3 separate regions of the Sus scrofa genome follow, and all the other regions are linked to region 3. The links are chromatin contacts, called in public HiChIP or PLAC-seq and promoter capture Hi-C maps. All regions are on one chromosome and are shown on one strand. Each heading gives the region's core, a stretch centred on a gene start, on an enhancer-like site or on the middle of the called end of the contact. The rest is flanking DNA. Distances are from core to core; before and after follow the strand shown. Region 1 overlaps ANO6 (anoctamin-6). Region 2 overlaps ANO6 (anoctamin-6). Region 3 holds the start of ANO6 (anoctamin-6).

Evidence for each region. Promoter capture Hi-C pulls out the DNA fragments that hold promoters and counts their contacts. HiChIP or PLAC-seq counts read pairs in DNA pulled down with a chosen protein or histone mark.
Region 1: a contact with region 3 is called in a promoter capture Hi-C map of fetal liver, with 3 times the contacts expected there. The contact joins the enhancer-like site here to the promoter of ANO6 in region 3. A contact is called at or near these places in 5 of 5 promoter capture datasets (fetal liver, fetal skeletal muscle, liver and 1 more), 16 of 47 Hi-C or Micro-C datasets (adipose tissue, alveolar macrophages, embryonic fibroblasts and 11 more) and 2 of 2 datasets of contacts at active chromatin or transcription factors (alveolar macrophages and skeletal muscle).
Region 2: an H3K27ac HiChIP or PLAC-seq map of skeletal muscle shows a contact between it and region 3. The contact joins the enhancer-like site here to the promoter of ANO6 in region 3. A contact is called at or near these places in 4 of 5 promoter capture datasets (fetal skeletal muscle, liver and skeletal muscle), 7 of 47 Hi-C or Micro-C datasets (embryonic fibroblasts, fetal skeletal muscle, liver and 2 more) and 2 of 2 datasets of contacts at active chromatin or transcription factors (alveolar macrophages and skeletal muscle).

The regions. Positions count from the first base shown.
Region 1 is chr5:76,293,360-76,296,948 of Sscrofa11.1, reverse strand. The region is part of intron 11 of ANO6 (anoctamin-6); the gene reads right to left. Among named protein-coding and RNA genes, the nearest start is that of ANO6, 180 kb to the right of the region's middle. Within about 2 kb of position 2,273, at least 7 of the 83 cell types and tissues checked have an H3K27ac peak or open chromatin away from gene starts, as enhancers often do. A contact at or near this core is called in adipose tissue and fetal liver, where this site is marked.
Region 2 is chr5:76,311,132-76,314,691 of Sscrofa11.1, reverse strand. The region is part of intron 17 of ANO6 (anoctamin-6); the gene reads right to left. Among named protein-coding and RNA genes, the nearest start is that of ANO6, 200 kb to the right of the region's middle. Within about 2 kb of position 1,426, at least 18 of the 83 cell types and tissues checked have an H3K27ac peak or open chromatin away from gene starts, as enhancers often do. A contact at or near this core is called in fetal skeletal muscle and skeletal muscle, where this site is marked.
Region 3 is chr5:76,111,006-76,114,456 of Sscrofa11.1, reverse strand. ANO6 (anoctamin-6) reads right to left here and starts at 2,029. Exons shown (of 22, transcript XM_005655713.3): 1 at 658-2,029. The coding sequence starts at 730. It overlaps LOC110260769 (a long non-coding RNA gene), which reads right to left and starts at 651. Exons shown (of 2, transcript XR_002344171.1): 1 at 1-651.

The DNA.
Region 1 (3,589 bases), core at 1,024-3,523, 180 kb before region 3:
CTTGAGGATTCTACTGCTCACGCTGCATTACAGCTTCCATTCAGGAAGTTCTTTGCACCTGTCTCCCGCTCTGTAACCATGACATCAGTCCAGGGCTAAGGTTCATCCTCCCCAAAAGGACACACAATATTCCCTACACTGACCTCCACTGGTGTGTTGCAAAACAGAAGAGCCCTCCCACATCCTGACCTGCATTTGCTTCTACGTTTATCCTGCATCATGGCCACTAGAATGTCACCTTCGTGAGGGCAGGGCTTTTGTCCTGTTTGTCACTGAAGCACGAGCACACAGCAGGTGCTAAATAAGTATGGGGTGAATGAATGAACTGAGGGAAGTCATTCCAGAAATGGGAGAACCCCCACTGCATGCGACTCCTGAAGGAAGAATCACCCACCTAGAGGGCCCAGCTGACTCCACCTGCTCCCTGCCCTGAGGGGGTGTCCACTTTCCCCCACTCTCTGCCCTGCCAGTCACTTGGGCCGGATGAGCTGGAGATGAAAACGTCATCATTGATCAGTGAGGCTGCAGCAGCTCTAGCCCCTTGAGTGCTGGGAGTTATGCAGGGAAGAGAGGCTGAAGGAATCCTGGTATGTACCCTCCTACCGGGCAATCCGCTTAGAGCACGGGGACTATACACCAGGGGACCGCTGGTCCTTTCCAACCCAGAGAAGAAGACTGCATGGTGAGAAGAGGGTGCCAGCCTCTTTATGAGCCCAGCCTGGAGCAATCTCTCTAAAGCCGCTTGTGTGTCTGTAAATCCCTCTACATTTTGTCATTTTAATCTAAATATTAGAAATACAGATGTTTTTGAAATTTTTATTGATTTTTTCCGTGAAGAAGATCCTCGATTTCCTCCTCTGCTAAGAAACGAAAATTACTTTTCACTTTATAAAAAAAAATAGCGGCTTACTTTCGTGAATTTCTATCTTCAAACATATCTATTTTAAAGGAATCTCTGATGTAGGACATGAAAGTTGTGCTGCGCTCTGGCACTTAAAGGCAGGCGGAGATGAAACAAACCAGGACTGATCTCATAAGGCTGGAAGGCTGGGGATTTCTCATTCCTGATACAGAAAGAAGGGTCTGGACTTGTGTAGATGAGGTAGAACCCAGGATGTGGAGCTGACGTTTTCTAACCCATTCCTATAATTCAGAGCCCCAGACAAAATGGTGCAATTAGATCAATGAAAATTAATATTTCTGCATCCTTCTAAAATTTTGCTACAAGTTTGTCACTGTACACTGCATTTTGTCATTGATCTAAAGGCTGATGGCAGCCAAATTATTTATAGAGCTCTTACTCTGTGTTTGTCACTTTTTGTCTTGGGGGGGGGGTCTCAGGTAATTTGCCTAATTTCCCTGAGTGTCAATCTTCCTCATCTTTAAAATGGGAGTGGACAGCCATGAGAAAGAATGATGTAATGCCACTCTTGTACTAAGTCAGAGAGAGAAAAACAAATGCTCTATGAAATCACTTATATGGCACAAAAGAACTTAGCTCTGAAAAAAGCAGAAACGGACTCACAGAGAACAAATTTGTGGTTGCTGAGGGGAAGGGGGAATGGGGGAGGGATGATTAGGAGTTTGGGGTTAGCTGATGCAAACTATTCCATTTAGGATGGCAAAACAACAAGGGCCCTACTGTATAGCACAGGGAACTCTATCTCATATCCTGGGCTAGACCATGATGGAAAAGAATTTTAAAAAATAAAATAAAATGGAGTGTAACAGCTATTCATTTGCTCAGTACCTACTAGCAACAGTATCAAGAGGAGATGATTTATGAATATAAAACTCCTCTTCATACAAAAAGCAATATAAGCAATTCTAATGAGTGCCATAAGGGGAGGACAGTGGATACCCTTCCCCTTCTTCCTTGAACTTGAACGTCAAGGGTAGAACGGCTGCTTTTTACCAAATCCTGAACTTAAAGAGCACTTCTGACTGAGAAGTGATAGGACTGCCATGCAAGCACGAAATGGCCTGGTGAAAAATAATGAGTTTTTGGCAGATCCTCAAAGCCTTGAAGGGTGCACGCCCTAGGAGCTGCAGGAGTGGGTGGGAGTTTCTTAGTCCCTAATTTCACAAAGCCAAGAACTTTGCACTGAGGGAGTGGTGTCCATGAAAGACCTGGATAGATCGATAGCCTAGCATAACCACCCAGGGTTCTGGAGCACTCTGGGTCCACATGGCGGCTGACTCACACTACTGTGTGTCCCCGAGGGATGGCACTGGACCATGCGTGATGATGGACAGGAATTTCCTGCTCTGGATATTTTGCTTTCTCTCTTCCTGCAATGTGACAACTGGTCCAACCCCTATGGGGAGCACGGCATTTATGTTCTCTGACAAACCCCACACCACGCAGCTCAAGCTGACTGGAGACAGACAGGGCTCTTCTATGAACATATAACGAGATGAGACAGAAGGCTACTGATAGAAGAAATGTTCACACCTGGGGAGTGGAGAAGTCATCCTGGCTTATACTTGTGTTAACTTGAACATTAGGTAACTCAAACAGCCAGTTTGTGCCTATCAAACATACACTGTACATCTGCTTTAATTGTTACAGAAAAGGACTCACTGACCAGAAGTAAAGAATGTTCATGTTAAAAATAAAGATTAAATACTCCCTTACTGGACACCAGTGCTGGTGCTCCTTCAGTGAAAAGACTCCCATCCCAGGTGCCAAGGCCACACTGACTCGTGTATGTGCTGATCTGGTTTTTTTTTTAAAACCTTGAAGGCATGTATCCCTGGCCTGTTTGATGTTCTTTGTTCTGACAAGATCTAAAACTGTGCTGAAAACTCTGCTTCTCTGGAGGAGTTTCTCAGAGGAATCTGGCAAGCAGACTTCTGGGTTATGGTCCTCAGTGTGGACTAATAAAACTCAGAATCAAAACTCTTTTCTATTCCTGTTATTGATCGTTTACTTTCATCGACACTGCCGAGGGCACTGGGCATCAACCCCAGTTCGTCCTCTCAATCAGGATATCATACATCCAAAGAAAACACGCATCAGCTAAGAAGATGCCGTACGCAGCGCTGAGGGTTGCATCCAGCCATGTCTAAGGATGAGGTGCAGTCCAGTCAATGGGCATGTTCTGGGTGATTTAAGAGTTTGCTGCTGAAGAGCTGGGACATTGTACTGGGCCTTGAAACTATTCAGATCTCTTTACTAACAAAGGCAGACAAGGCTGGCGAGCTTGCTCAGCCTGTATTCCAGTTCCGTAACTGAAAGACTATAAGCTTGAAAATACACTTCTCAGACGCTCCTGCAGTGAGGGTTCCAGATGAGGTTTGACAAATGTCCCTCAGATGCATTGTGTGCTCAGAAACCCAGGTGAATGGAGGCAAAGGTGGCTGTGGGAGCTACGTTATTTGGCTGGTGTGGTGGCAGCCGGAGCAGCAGAGACCTGAAACCAGCAGTCACCACAGCTATTCTGTGATCTCCAAGTGTAGCTAGTGAGGATAATGACTTCCTAAATGCCCCCCGCCGCCCGGCCCCCCATATGCGTCTGCTGTTTTTCTGGAGGTCACTAGGCCCAGCCTAGAACGCAGGGTGCACCAGATCCAAGTAGGTAAGAAA
Region 2 (3,560 bases), core at 177-2,676, 200 kb before region 3:
GGGGAACAAGTCAGGGACCAAAGACATGCAAGCTTCCTCAAAGTCAGTGCAGAGCTTGAAGGAAACACAGCCAGGCCCGGCGACCCAGTGCTCTGCCCCCACTGGGCGCTGCCCCGAAGAGCAGCTTGGTATCGCCTCAGGTTTTTTTTTTTTTTTTTTTTGTCTTTCTTCTCAGAGGCTTGTGGGCCAGATGAATGCGTTCCCCCCCCCTTTTAATGGCAATTTGTCCTGAAAAGAAATTGGAAACAGTTGGCAGTGAAACAAGGTGTGCACCTGTAGCCTATAGAGCCGTTTTCCCCCGAAGCAACAGCTGGCTTGCGGTTTGCGTGTGGAGTTTACCAGAAGAGGCACAACCACAACAAACAACTTAGCATCTGGCTGAACTGCGGCTGATTACAGCGCGTCTGGATGGCTTTCAAATGTGGACAGCGAGGAGGCGTCGCACTACCTTAAAGACAGTCGTCTACGTTGCACGTGCACACGTGTGTGTACAGCACGCACACAGTGTAAGATGTGAATTACAAATAGCTGACCGTGCTGGGTTTCCTGCTGCAGGTGACCTCAGTGTTCACTGTTCACACCCCTAGGCTTGCTAAGGGAAGATTTCTCTTCAAGAGACCGCACCCCTGGGTTTCACAATCTTTCTGCCTTTCTCTCTCCTATGCTCTTAAGGGAGGAGCAGGTGGCTGTGGAACGTGGATGGAATATGGACTCAGACACTTGAACCTGAACTGACGCTTCACTGCTTAGTCCTTATTTAATGTTAGTCAAGTTCAAATAAAATGGGGTGATAAAACCTGCACTGCCCAGGGCTGCTGTCAGGATTAAATGATTCAATACAGGTGAGGTAGTTAGCAAACTTTCTAACACGTCAAAATGCCCTGCGTGGGATTTTCTTTTGACCAGTACAGCCTATCTGGCTGAGGCCAACTGTCAGTGTGGCCGAAGTTGCTTAGACTCTTGGCTTGGGGACAGTGCCTGGATTGCTGGATCTCAGTCCAGCATTTATAAGGACGACATGGAACGCTGGTTGCCGGGGCTACTTCATAGGCCAGAGCCTGGAGCTCTGTAGTCAGGCCAAGTCTGAGGTTTGGCTGGGAATCTGCAGTTTTATAGACATTCCAGGGGCCTTGTGATGTAGATGGCACTGAGGACCACACAGGTCCATCACCCTTCATGACACCCAAACTCGAGATCACTGGTTCCTACTGGTTTACTCTTCAGTCTGCCTCACACTTCCAGCCTGAGCCTCTTGTGGAATTCTCTCCAGACCCCAGAGAAACAGGTCTTTTACTATGGGGGACTCTAATCTATCCAAATCATGATGAAGCTTCTGTCCTGGCTGCCACTTGAATGACTAACCATCTGGCGCTTCTTCCTTGTACTGACTGCCTCCCGCCACCAATCACATTAGGTCATATGAGAAGTCCTGACTAGCTTGCTTTGCTGAGCTGCAGAATCTCAGCCTCCTCTTCAGCCTGAGTTGAACCACTCATCTGAAGCAGGAAATCTTGGGCTGTGGTCTAGTCATCCTTGTCCTTAGCCTTTTGGGTTTTCTATTGGGTTATGATACTCGTACAGGGATATCAATGTGATGGCACATGAGAATCACTCATAGAACTTGTAAGAAAATACAGACACTGGATGCTTCTTCCCTTGGCCAAGGCTGGGAACTTCCTCCCTCTAGCAGGGGATACAAAATAATTTTCTTAGGCATTGACCATGCATTTTAGCATAATAGCATCATAATAAATGGCCCCTTCACTAAGTTCTTACTGTGGGTAAAGTGTGGTGGGAAGCACTTTACACCTCTTTGTATCTTCATTATCATATGTGATCAGCACACTATAAATAAGCACCATTTCTAGGACATTCTCACTTGCTAATCTGGCATACAAGCATCCTTCACTTTATTCACTATATGAATGAATCTATTTCATTCTGAGTTTGCTGTTCCTGAATTGAAAGAGGGACTTAGGATTCTCTTATGTATGTCTCTGACCCATATTCGAGCCAAATCATATCTTGAGAGGAGATATGTCCCCTTATAAGAGTTTGCTTTTTCTTACCATCTAAGTAGTACATACTCATTGCGGAAAAGAGAGAAAACATATAGAGCAAGAAAATTACAGCTATCTATTATCTAAACACCAAAGGATGATGCTACGGCATTTTGGATATCTAACTCTCCTTTTCTTATTAACATTTTTACCATAAAATTTCTCCAGAGCAAGTAGCTTAACCCAGGAGTTGTATTACTGTTTGTCAAATACAGGATAAAATTCCAGGAATGCCCCAAATATTAAAATAGGGAGACTAGGAAGGTCAAAGGGCTCTGAGCTCATTTTCTGAGTCCAACAAACAATTTTATTAATTTACTGATGTTTGTATTTGAAGGCTATGAGTCATTCAGTTACTCAGTTGGCTCACAGACTTCATTTATTCTAGGACCCCAAATGGAGCTGGGGATGGAGGCTGGTGCGAAATGGTGAAACTAAATACACGATGTTCCTTTGGACATATTTAAATGGCATGAAAACAACCACTGACTTTTCTAAGTGTTCTTCCTTCCTATGTATTTTTGGCAGGGGTGTAATTTTGGATAACAAGAGTAATCAATGTATCTTTGCTAAGTAAGAAGGAAACTGGCATCTACACAAAGAGAAGACACTGATGGGAAGAACCCACGCCACTGGCTCACTTGGCTAATATTTAGCACTCCCAGTTTTCAAACAAGGGAAACATAATTCAAAACATATTATCTAAATATTCTAGTCCAGCAGTAGAAATATCTGAAGGCAAAATTCAGCTCACTGGGATTTGCAACAATGTGCTTACTTGAAGGGAGGGTATAAACAGACCATGGAGCATCCTTTATTTTAAAATATTCCATGTGAACACATTTCATTTTGTATGAATTTCTCAGTACCAGTTTAGGAAACAGACCTTTCTCCTTGACTCTTCAAATCATAAAACAGCTCACTGACAGCCAATTAGTCACCAACATTTAGTGTTAAATAATTAACCTATTTCCTTCAGAGAACACTTTTTCATAATCTGAGATAAGCCTTTTCTCTATTCTATATATTAATTCTCAGAAAAACATAGTGTTATTTGCACACAACCTACTTTTACTCAACTGGGAAAGTCTGAGGATGAAAGTAAGGGTTGTCTACTACCACAGTAGGATAAAGAAAAGTCATGGAGTTCCTGTCGTGGCTCAGTGGAAAGGAATCCGACTAGGAACCATGAGGTTGTGGGTTCAATCCCTGGCCTCACTCAGTGGGTTAAGGATCCCGCGCTGCTGTGAGCTATGGTGTAGGTCGAAGACGTGGCTTGGATCTGGCATTGCTGTGGCTCTGGAGTAGTCCAGCAGCTGTAGCTCCGATTAGACCCCTAGCCTGGGAACCTCCATATGCTGTGGGTGTGGCCCTAAAAAGACAAAAGACAAAAAAAAAAAAGTTATTTCACAGCTAAGACTGGAATCCTTTTGGGGGAACAGACCTGAGGTGGGGGTGGCGGGGAGATGCCTTGACCCTGATAATTCACACTGAAGGTGG
Region 3 (3,451 bases), core at 780-3,279:
CCCCGCGGGCCGGCGCAGCTGACGAAAAAAGGATCCCGGCCACAAATCAGTTCTCGGCCGCCCCTCCCAGCCCCAACCCTCTGACCCAAAGTCCCGCGTCCGCTGCCACCTTCGGAGGATTCTGGCGGGTCACACCCCGGCTCTCCCAACCCGGGCGCCCATCCCAACACCGCCCACGGCTCGCCGCCCGCGCCAGCTCTTCGGAATCCCCAGCGCCGGTTCGAGCCGGAGGAAATGACCCAAAAGTTGTTGTTCTCAGTCAAGACTTCCGCGCGCGCGGGGGGCGTCTCCCTGTCTCCCGCGACTGTTCAGGGACCGCGACCCTCGCAGGGTTTCTCTAAAGTGACCCGCGGACCCGCGCGTGCCCCGCCCCTCCTCTGCTTTCCCGGGGGCTGCCTGCCCGCCGCGAGCTGAGCAGGGAAGCAGCCGACCCGCGGAGCGCGGCGGCCGCATTGCGGCCCCGGGAGTGCGGCGCGCGGGCTTCCACCTCCCGGTGCTCCCGAGCCAGCTCCCCCGAGCGGCCGAGGGTTCCCGCCAACCTCCACCGCCAAGGGTGCGGCGCCCACGCGCGGTCCCGACTTCCTCCCGCGTCGGCTCGCGCTTTCGGGTGCGGACGCAGGGCCCCAAGTTGGCCCACCCTAAGGACCCCTAGCTCACCGATATCCCCATCCTCGTCGTCGTCGTCCTCCAGCTCCCTTTCAAGTAGAACGTCCCTGGTCATCATTTGCATGCCTCTCCCCGAAGGAGGCTCGGAACTTGGCGCGAAGTTGGGGGTTCCCGGGGTCCCGAACGACGGCGCTCTGGCGGGGCTGGCGCCCGGGCGAGGACGGCGGGGCGAGTCTCGTTTCGGACTCAGGAGCCTCGGTGCTCAGCCCGCGCTCCGGGAAGCCGAGACCAGGAGGCAGCCGACCCGAGCCCTGCGCCCAAGGCAACCTCTGGCCACCGAGCCGGGCCGGCCACTGAGCATGCCCAGTGAGCACCGAGGTTTGCTGCGGAATGATTGAACTTCCCAGGTTTACGAGGCTCTTAGAAGGAAGTCAGGAGAAGGGAGGGAGTAGCTGGCGTCCGCGTTGTGCACGCGAGTGAACTAGCCGAAGGGGGTGGCGAGAGCACGCGAGGGTGGGAGTGGACAGGGTTCTCGGTTGCCCCAAACGAGGCAGCTTTCTGTTCCAAGGTCATATATGGGCACGTCCTGGGGCTTGTTTGCTTTGACATCTATCTAAGAGGGGAAAGACGCAGCTGCAGCTCAAGGAAAGCACCCTGAAGGCGAGCACGTTTGGATGTGTTTAAAGGGAACGTGAAGCTAGTAGAGGATCTTAAAGTATCAATTACTCTGACTCTAGGTGGGGGGATGTGCCTTCCGGAGGGGAATGGGGAGAGGGAGATTACAGGGAAAAGAGGCCAAACTCGTAGATAATAAACAACGGAAGAAAAATGACCCAAAGAGCGAGATCTAAAAATGCTTGTTTACAAAAGGCAAGAGGATTTCCGCCTAAAGTGAGGTTAGGAGGAGGGAGAAGCGCCCCCTACCCCCGCACGCTGGAGCGCACAGGGAGTGGTCGGAAGATGATCACCCAGCATGCAGCGTATTGGGACTTTGAAAGCTTGAACCTTGGCGTCACATAAAGGCAAAGGAAGTGAGGACCTCCCCGATGGTTCGGTGTAAACTCTAAAGCAGTGTGGAAAACTATTATAAGCAGAAGAAATAAGGTGCTGAAATAACGTTGAGGCAGAGAGCGTAAGAATGCTTTCGTGAAGACCAAAGGGCTCAACATGACAAATACAAAGGGATTTCTGCTTTTAAGACACATGGGGTAGTTTGAACTGCAGATTCCTGGGTTTGTGCATCTGCAGAATTTTCTTCCAAGCAGCTGGTGAATTCAGGTGGGACGATTTTTGACTTCTCGAAAGGGCTGGAAGGTGTAACCAAATCCTTGTTGTATTCATTGTCCCCCTAACACTTATTGAAACTTTTTCCCATTTAAGTACCAGCATTATCATGATAATTAGAATAAACATTGAGCTAACACTAAATCTACTGTGCATCTTATTCTCCTATATACTTATTTCTGATGTTTTCATATGAAATTTCATATGAAATGAAACAGCCACAGCAAGCGGGATCCTTAACCCATTGAGCAAGGCCAGGGATCTAACCTGCATCCTCACGGAAACTAACTGAATTTGTTTCTGATGTGTCACAACAGGAACTCCCCATGTGAAAACATTTTCATATGAAACATTGAGCCCACCTGTGAGTGGCAGTGGGAAAACAGCTATGAATATGCATTATAAAACAGCAAATTAAGAAAATATCCAGAATTATTAAATTAGTGATTAACTGAAGCCCTCCTGCACAAATTAATTAATGCATAAAAAAATGAAAAAAAACCCACAAAAAAGAAAATATCCAGGAAACACTGTAATTACTTCTTAAAGAACCTTTTGAAAAAAATTATTTTTAATATAAAGAAAAGTCAATACAGTACTCTGAAGAGAAGAGGGGAAAAATAAAAGATGGGAAGGTAAAGAAAAAGTTGAGAAGTGGAAAAGATTTTTTTTTAATTCTGTCCCCAATGCTTATGGAGCCTACTAAAACAAATTCCAGAGGAATGTTGGTTACATGATTAGTTTTCATGATTTTCATTTGACAAATGCATATGGTAATTTTTATGTGTTAGGCACAATTCTAAATGTTTTACATGTGGTCATTTAATTCTCACAATGACCCTAGGAGTTGTTACCACACATTTACTCAGACACAGGGTGACTGAATAACTTGCCCCAAATCACACACACACAGTAAGTGGCAGAGTTGGGATTCAAACCCAAGCAGCTTATTCTAGAATCTGTGTTCCTAGCCACTTTCTAAACCTCTTCTAGAGACATTTCTAAATCTGTTTTTAAAAAATCACTTTGCACCCCATCAATTCTAAGCTCTTAAATTCTTATCAACTTCCTGCCATAGTCCTCTCACCAAATTGCCTGGTTCTTAGGGCCTAAGACTTTGCTCAAGATAAATTAGTTAGAAAATTCTTGTGTTTGCATTTGCAACAGGTTTCAATGAGTCATTTGAAGTTCTTCACAGATTTTAGAGTTTACATTTTTCTTGCTTGATAAATGTTGCAGAGAGACACTGCTGGCCTTATATGTACAGGTGACTGTTGCTAGAAGAGAAATGAATTATTTACTTTAGTTAGCTGTAAGTCTATTATTAGTAAATCCCATTCTTTCATTTAATCCATTTTATTTCCTGTAATGGATTATTTTTTTTCCACCTAAGACATGCTTCAAAAATAATCAATGTAATAGGCCTAGGTAAGAACCACACCCTTGACTCTGAAAAATTATTGTCTAGAGTTCCTGTCATGGCTCAGCCACAGTTAACAAACCTGACTGTCCTCCATGAGGTTGCAGGTTCGATCCCTGACCTTGCTCAGTGGGTTAAGGA